Linked DNA regions of Danio rerio: region 1 is linked to region 2. Evidence: chromatin contacts called from public HiChIP or PLAC-seq data. All regions are on one chromosome and are shown on one strand. The core of a region is the stretch at or near the end of the contact, and the rest is flanking DNA. Distances in the headings are between cores, read along the strand shown. Region 1 holds the start of vma21 (vacuolar ATPase assembly factor VMA21). Region 2 holds the start of mtnr1c (melatonin receptor 1C).

The links. HiChIP or PLAC-seq counts read pairs in DNA pulled down with a chosen protein or histone mark.
Region 1: a contact with region 2 is called in an H3K4me3 HiChIP or PLAC-seq map of gastrula embryo, with 4 times the contacts expected there. The contact joins the promoter of vma21 here to the promoter of mtnr1c in region 2. A contact is called at or near these places in 1 of 18 Hi-C or Micro-C datasets (caudal fin) and 2 of 4 datasets of contacts at active chromatin or transcription factors (embryo and gastrula embryo).

What each region holds. Positions count from the first base shown.
Region 1 is chr5:23,377,036-23,381,808 of GRCz12tu, forward strand. It overlaps vma21 (vacuolar ATPase assembly factor VMA21), which reads left to right and starts at 1,587. Exons shown (of 3, transcript NM_001202424.1): 1 at 1,587-1,757; 2 at 2,005-2,114. The coding sequence starts at 1,696.
Region 2 is chr5:23,330,414-23,334,735 of GRCz12tu, forward strand. mtnr1c (melatonin receptor 1C) reads left to right here and starts at 1,252. Exons shown (of 2, transcript NM_001161484.1): 1 at 1,252-1,695. The coding sequence starts at 1,500.

The DNA of each region.
Region 1 (4,773 bases), core at 337-2,836, 47 kb after region 2:
TATTAATTAAATTATTACTGTATTTTTTTTACTTTAGTCTCAGTTCAAAATAATAAAACCTATTGAGACATATTTGCTTTTCATTCATTCATTCATTTTCCTTCGGCTTAGTCCTTACTTATCAGAGGTCGCCACTGCGGAATGAACCGCCAACTATTCCCGCATATGTTTTACACAGCGGATGCCCTTCCAGTAATGACAAAACTTTGCTTTTAAAATAGATTTTCTTTTTTAGATTGATGATAAAAAAGTTTGATATATTTCATACAATAAAATATGTTTGTGTTCGTATTTATTTTGCTTTAGAAAATTGGAAAAAAAATAGAAAAGAAAGAAAAAGAAATAACACAACAGAATTAGTTTTAAGTGGACAATCCAATTAAAAACCTAGTCACCCAAATTCAGTCCTTTTTTCTCAAGATGTGTTTTTTCATGTTGGCTCTAAGATCAAAAATGTCTTCAATTAAAATAATTGTGTCCTACAAAAATAAAGTCCAATATATCTTCAAATAAAATGTAGTAAAATATTTGACAACCATCCCAGGCTTTCTGTTAATTAAGAGGGAAGAGAGACAAAAATCTCATATTTCTAGAAATTACAGAAGGAAATGAGGTCATCATCTACATACTTCATTCATTCAATTATTCTCCTTTGGCTTAGTCCCTGTACTCATCAGGGGTCGCCACAGCAGAATTACCCACCAATATATCCAGCATATGTTTTACATAGCAGATACCCTATCAGCTGCAACCCAGCACTGGGAAATACCCATGCACTCTCACATTCACACACACACACTCGATATGGCCAATTTAGCTTATGCAGTTCACCTACAGCGCATCTCTTTGGATTGTGGGGGAAACTGGAGCACACAGAGGAAACCCACATGAAAACGGGGAGCAAACACCACACAAAAATGCCAACTGGTCCAGTCGGGACTCGAACCAGCAACTCTCTTGCTGTGAGACGACAGTGCTAACCACTGAGCCACCATATCGTTGTCATCATCTACAGGTACTTACTAGACCTATAATCTATCTGTCCTTTACCACATTTACATTTTAAAGTATGACAACTTGTACTGAACTTTTACTGTAATGTGCTTACATTTAACACTAGCAGTACAAAAACAGTTTTAGTGCTAACTATTGAATAAAATGAGCATGTTTTCTTTGTCTTCAACTACAGCAGCAGATTACTTTGAATACAGTATTATACTGCAAATGTCTGATATGCAGTAAGTTACTGTAAATGTTTGAAAATCACCCACAATCCAGTGCACGTTTGTATCTTTTTAAGTAGGACATACTTTAGGCTACTTCGTGGTGCTCTCTCTATCTCTCTCTCTCTCTCTGTTTAAATGTACAATAATAAAATAGTATGCTAATACTTACTGTGAAAGGTGATATGAACTGAATATCAAACTGTTCATATGAAGACAATATCCAGTCGTGTATGAGATCCAGAACATTATAAGGTTCTGAGAGTCTTTAATCAGTTCGCCGCCTGCACTGCTCGAGCGGCGCCCTCTAGCGGACATGCGCAAACACTGACAGACACTACTGCTGTCATGACCATACAGATCATGTGACAAAGACCCGGAAGCGCGAATAATTCAAGATGTCGCAGCACTGAATAACAAGGGATTGAGTTCCAACGGTTTTCTTATTTTGGTCGATGAAAAAAAACACAAAATGCAAAATTACGACAAGAAAGAGGTGGGCTCAGTGCCCGGAGCCATGCCTGATTTCAGAGGGTAAGATAACCTGCATCGTATGCCTATTTCACATAAGTTAATTCTGCTCAAACTGCACGTGACCTCGTATCAAAATCACAATCAATAAACACATGAAATTTAGCGGATTCAAATCAACTAGACACCTTTACACATATTTAACATGAAGTGTACATGATAGTACACTTGATTTCGTTTAATATTCAGATTTCCAGTCGTACTTAGACTAATCTCTCCATGTCCTCTTTCTTCCTCTTTCTTCATTCAGGAATGACGGGTCTCTTGTCTCTGTGCTCAAGACTCTACTGTTTTTCACTATTCTGATGATAACTCTACCCATCGGACTGTATTTTACATCAAAGTCCCTTCTCTTTGAAGGTATTTCGCTTTAAAGGCAGATCAGCCATGTATTTACCTAACGTTATTTAAATATTTATAACAACTCTGATGATCTCATTATTATTGGCTCCATTGTGCTCAGTACTGTATATTTATACTGTCCACATCACAGCCCATTGCTAAATATCTGTGCCGTGCTGCATTGCAAGTCAGTATATTAAATTTGTCAGGAGGTTGTGATGGTGTTAGTGAGGCACATTCGAGTGGAATGACATTTCCTCTGCTGCCAACTCTCAAGACAAACTCAACCAGTTTCAAAAACAGGCACATTATATTTAGGTGATCTAATGTCATTGCTACAATCTGTTATCAAATTAGCTTGATAAGTAAATTAGCCTATCTATACAAAAAAAAAAAAGAAAAAAAAAGTGAAGCTCAATCAGCTAGCTAGCTATTGTAGCTGGTTCATGTTCAGTTTAGTTTGCACCAGGTTTTAGCTACTGTAAAGGCAGTTTTTTCTTTAATCAGTCATTGTTGCTTTGGTATCTTAAAACATTATTGCACATTGAACAGTTAGTATTGCACAAAAGCAATAGTTGAGGGGATGAAGCTTTGATTTTCAAGCTATCCTGGTTAAATTTGGCCCTCAATCAGTTGCATGAAAACAGGCCAAATTAGGTTACTACAGCAGTTTGTTCATTGCTGCTAGCCTGCTCCGGAGCAAGATTTATCTGCTACTTTCACAGTCAAATGAATTAGAAATTATTTTATTTATGTTCATATATTGCCATTTCAGATTTCTGTATAAGGGAGCGATATATTGTTTTATATATACTGTGTGTGTGTGTGTGTGTGTGTGTGTGTGTGTATATAAATATTCATTTATTATTTATTGTATGTAGTTTTAAAATTAAATGATTACTCCAATCATTATCACTTTTATTACTATTATCATTAATAACATTAATAATACAAATAAATAATAATAAAATTAATATTAAAGTGATTTCTGAAGGATCATTTGACTGAAGATTGGAGTGATGAAGCTGAAAATTCCTCTTTAAATCACAAATAAATCATGAATAGTTTTGAACGTTATTTTATAGAGCAACAACATTTCACAATTTTACAAATTTTACTGTATTTTTGATAAAATAAATGCAGCCTTGGTGAGCAGGAGAAGCTTATTTTAAAACATTTCAAAATCATGCGGACCCCAATCTTTTGACTTGTAGTGTGTATTTTTTTTTTCTTAAAAAAAGCAGGAATCTCACTCCAACTATAATGACAGCAGGCATGGGCCAGTATAAGAATTCTGACCGTTTGATAACCTTGAATAAAAAATCATGGTTTCCTGGTTTTGTGATTACTGCTCTAAAATATGTTCTTTTTAAATGTCTGGGTATAATACAAAGACTTTTTTTCCACTGAATACGATATATTTTATTTTAGGAAATTTTTAAAATATTTTGGCCTAGTAGCTTTTGATGAAGAAGTTCCTTTTCTGCTGGAGATACTGTTGTCCTAAAAAACTAAATAAAATAGTTGTGAAAAACCTGTATAATATATATATATATATATATATATATATATATATATATATATATATATATATATATATATATATATATATATAACAGAAAACGTTGGCGGTTTTAAAACCTTGACTTTTCCAATCTGCAAACTTGCAGCAAAGAGAGCAAACTTTGTTGCTCTCGCCATCTTCATGTGAACGTACAGTAAGAGTGCAAAAGAGTTTTTTTTTTTTATGAGTGAGAGAGCGAGAGTGTGTTTCCACAAGTGGTTTGTCAAGCCCACTCACCTGATTTAGGTAACAGGTTGTCAGAAGTTATTTTGTTACACAAGGCACGTGATTTTAAAAATGTATACGAGTAGATCATTGCATGAGTCATGCAGTTTCCTATCAAATTTGTCAGTTTTGATTTTATAGTGACGTTAAAGGGACACTTCAGTTTAAAGGTTCTGTTAATTTACCACTCTCAGGCTATTAAATATGTGTTCCTTTTTTCTTTCAGCAGATTTTATGAATCGCCAAAGATTTCTGTTAGAAAACGACTTTACTCTTGGGTAGCCTAAGAATGTTTTTTGTGAGAATTGTCCTTTTGAAGTTAGGGTTTGGGATTTTTCAGAGAAAAATAGTTTTGAAAGCATAAGATCCCACCTTTTAGAAAATCTCCTCAAAATCCATGCTTCCTCCAAAACAAACGAATGATTACAGCCAAACCAGACCAGACTGTAAACAACACAGACAGAGAGAGACCGATAAGCCCAAATCTTGTTTACTCTTGAGGAATCATTACAGTACAAAGCTTGTTGTTGGTTCAGGAGGAAAATTACTCTCCTGTTTGCCTTCCATTCTCCCTCAGTCTGAGTAATGGGAATAGAGCTGTGAAGAAAGATTGATTCTGAGATTTTCAAAATGCATGGCCATTCTCTATTGAATTGAATCTAGGTGAGTAGTAAACATCCACTCAAGTGCTCATGAGGATGTGCTTGACCATTTAGTCATGCAAGTTGGTTTTCACAAGATTACTGTAAACACGACTCACTATGAAAACTCTTATGATTCAATTAAAACTTTTCTAACTTTATTAAAAGTTCAAGACACCCTGGGAGACTTTTTTTTTTTTTTTTTAGATTTTAACAGATTTGTGTGCCTTGAGCATCAGTTAAGACA
Region 2 (4,322 bases), core at 2-2,501:
GAAGTCATTTACAAAATGGGAAAGGTTTGGTTTACATTGAGCCCACTTTTTCTTGTGTATATGGTATTTTCCAAACAGCATAAACGAATTAAAAATATGTTCTCATTATCAGAATAAAACAGTACATGAAATAAAATAATTTCTATTTTATACTCCATTTTTTTAATAAGCAATTCAAAATCTTTCCTAAATATTATTGAGTAAATACAATAAAAAAAGATGCAAAACTGTTTCTTTTTCTCAAAATTCACACACATATAAAATATTAAGTTTAAATCTTTCCAAGACATGTTTAGCAGGATAGATTCTATGGAGTATTTTCTACGACACTTCTTTAATTTTGTTATATATGCAAAACTTACTAGTCAACTTCCAAGCCTTAACCCAATAAATAAGTTACTATCAAACAATGAAAGCCAAAAATATCTTGCTGTAGGTATAGACAACGAGCTGTTCCATACATCACAACTTAAGCAGATACCATGTGAATACACTTCAAAGTCCACTAAAGGTGAATCAGAGTATACTGCAAAGTAATGTGATTGGATAATATAGAGGCACACCCACGTGGGTCATTACATACCCTTTTCTGTAGAACCGAGGACCCTTCCATCTCAACTCAGACCATCTCTGGCTGTATACTCACTCAAAATAATTACTGATATATTTATTTATTTGTAAATCGACCACTCCAAAACTCTTTTTTTCCCTTTAAGGCAAATAAACTGCTCAGTTAAGACGAAGAAGAAAAGGTTTCGATGGATGATACATAGCCTACAGGTCCTGACTGGAAGAAGAAGCGTTTGAGCTGAACACTGTTGCTATGGTTACTTGGAGTCGCGACTTTAGTTCGTTAGTTTTTTTTAAAGCTCCAGATGAAAATGCGCTCCGACGGACTGTAGCTAATGTATGTTTTCTGCTTAAACATTTTAAGAAAACATAGGACACCATTCGCTTACACTATGTTTTAAACTCACGCTTTTAAAGAACAAAGTCTCAGTTTGAGATATTCGCAGACGCGGAGGGCTAGAATCCTCAACTCGTTATAGTCGCTGCCGGACTGGCTCTGAACAGTTGACTGCGCGCTTGAGACCGAGAGGCTCCGGGCTCCGGGGATGCGACGCAGACCGTCGCCAATGTTGCCGCTGAGATGAGTGTGGCGTTTGAGCAACAGCCCGGAGTGTGTGTGTGTGACTCACTGTGATCCGAGGTGACAGTCCAGATAACTGTGGGGCTGACAATGCACCGACTACCAAACATTCATTGAATTTAATGGGAGCTACTGGGAAATCCACTGTGGCATAGGCTAATTTATCGTGCGCTGGAAGTTGCATGAAAACGGATTTTCTATGAGTACAGTGACATTTTGTAAGTGGAATGGATTGGATTTGTTTTCGGGAAGGTGCACGACTATACCTGTTCGCGGCAACTTTGCCGTTTTTTCTTGAAGAGTGGAGCAAAGGGGAAACTTTAATGTGTCGTTACACTGCTCCATAAGAATGGCGATGACAAAGGCGAACTTAAGCTGTCTGGATAGTTTATCCCAGGGAAACAACTGTCTCACCGCCAGGAGCACGTCTCCCGGGGTCGCGGCCACCCTCGCCGGCGTGTTGATCTTCACCACCGTGGCTGATATCGTTGGAAATCTGCTGGTCATCTTGTCCGTCTACAGGAACAAGAAACTGAGGAATGCAGGTGTGAAGTCCTCCTGGGAGAGATAACTGTGTACTGTAATGACAGGCAAACATCTTATAATTTTATAGAGGTTTTATAGATGTTTTTATTACAATATGTAGTAATTGTTTAAAGATATAGTATGCTAAGAATTTAAAAACACTTACATGTAAGCAGATTGTCTTTCGCTTGTTAACAGCTGTTGTTGTCAGTTTGGCATAGATCATAGATCACACACACACAAACATGCATGTATTTATATTTGCCAGCACGTCATATATTTTTATTTCAAATTGGGAAGAAATATTATCAGTAGTTTACAGAATAAAACATTTTATATGACATTTTACTCAAGCACACATAAACACTTTAAAATATTAATACAGATAATTGATAACTGGTCTCTGTAAATATATATATAGTTCATATAGGTAGTTCATTGCAATGTTGGAAACTGAGAAGAAGCAGGTCTTATATGCTAAATCAACACCTATGCAACATGCTTCCCTGTGCTCTATGTTTTGATGCTCCCTCTTCCCCGGAGTTACATAAGACACCGGCAAAACATGGCTGTCTTTTTTGTATTGTGTAACAAAACAAGATATAAGATGTTAAATATCATAATAACCCACGTTTTTTTGATGTGCAAAGACCTGTCAGGAGAATGTAACCCAAGGCATGATCGCTTCAACAGAAGCACGTAAGCAAACAACTCAGTTTACAGGGCTTTATTTTATACTGCAGGCTGAGCGATGAAGGAACAGTTGCCAGATATGTGAGACCATTACAATACAGTCAAATTATAAAACACAATGTCTCTCATATACAGTGGAGTCTAAAAGTCTGGGAGCTTTACCGAAAATGCTTCGTAAATCTATAAGATCCTTTAATTATAAATTAAATTTTCATAAACATACTAACACTTTAAGTGTAAGGCTTAATTGAAAAGAGCAATGATTAAAAAAATCTTAATAATCCATGTCAAGCAGTGTATTTTGAAGATATTCCAAAGGGCATCTTGTTTTTCGGTGCTGGAAAATCTGACCTTTTTTTCAGAGGAGTTCACATGTTCCAAATTTGATTATTTGACTAAAAATAGTTCAGAATCATTGTAATTCATTGTATAACATCTAAATCTTTCACTTTCTTGCCAGTTAGATTTTACATCCTGGCTTGTTGGTATGTCCTGAGACTTTCTGACCTCTTTGTGTACAGGATATGTTAAAGAACCTGTTGCTTGCTACATTATCTGATTTCCTTCTGTATTGCATGTAATCTTATATATGTGAGAGCGAAGGAGCAGAGCTTTGCCTGCGAGGGATAGATATGTTTATCAGTTTCAGCTATTCCACTTGATTAAGTCCTACTCGCCTGTTGGTATGAAGATGATATGAGCAGAGGAGACAGAAGCATGAAAGGGATCTTCTGTGAACATCTTATTAGAGCTGAAGTGCCATCATCCGACCACAGTGGGCTGTTTACACACGTTTGAAGCAATCTGGGAGACGAGCATTTCTCAGTATTAGAACACAGTGGTTGATTATCTATATTGGGGTCCACAAAAGGGAATTAGGAAATGTGCATTGATCTTATGGAGAGGACATGCTCCAGTGTGGCTGGCGTTGTTTTTTGTGTATATTCCTTTCATCAGACCATTCCGATCGCTGCAGCTGCTCACAACTGTACTGGCAGCGTGTCGAAATCCCACCGCCTCAGATCATGCGGTATTTTCCAAGCCTGCCCTTAGCCATGAGCTGCTGGAGTGGATGTATTAAGAAGGGAGATCCAGCTTTGTTGGTTGTCATGACTGGGATGGACGAACCCCAGACTCATAACTCATTGCATTCACGCTCAGCTGATTCCACCTCAATAGGGACGTGTCAGAATTTTGAATGTTGTTTTTTGGAAAATTCTGTAAGATCTGATTCTTGTGTGTTATATAGGTGGGAATGCATTCGAAAAGAGAGGCACGTGAGCTGCTGGTGCAGTTTTGGTGATTTTTTTTTTCTCTCTTAATGTTTATTTATGTGCTGTTCATGCCTTTAAGCACAGAACAAGTTGCGAGAGACTGGAAATCACTGGGGACAGAGACAGCAGGATCAGGACATGGCACTGGCTTTTTCATGCCTTTTAGACGCATGCATGATTGCACACTGTGCCATAGCTGAGGTGTGATTTTTGTGTTTGCTGTTGTTCAATTTTATTCTTAGTAGCCATTTTTTGCTAGTGGGGGAAGGGCAGTTTGCTCATGTGTATTTATTTAGCCAGTTGTTCACGGTACACTTTAAACACATGAATAAACATAACATGAATAGTTGATATAAATTATGTCATGATAAATTACAAGGTAGCCACCTCTATCAAATTTTGTACTACCCCAGCTGTTGTCAGGAAGTCATGACTATCGACAGAGCCCAAGTGAACTGCTTATGTATTTTATTACATTTAATTTGAGACTTTTTTCTTAAATAAGGTATGTTTTACCTGAAAATATTACCAGAATCATGCAAAATGTGTTTGTTTCATGGAGCAAAAATGTAATCATCAGGATTCCACCTCTGCCTCATTTTGAGCCAGAAAAATAATTTGAGTAAATTAAAAGACACAAAATATATAGCTGTAATATTTTATTCCATAAATGTCCATCA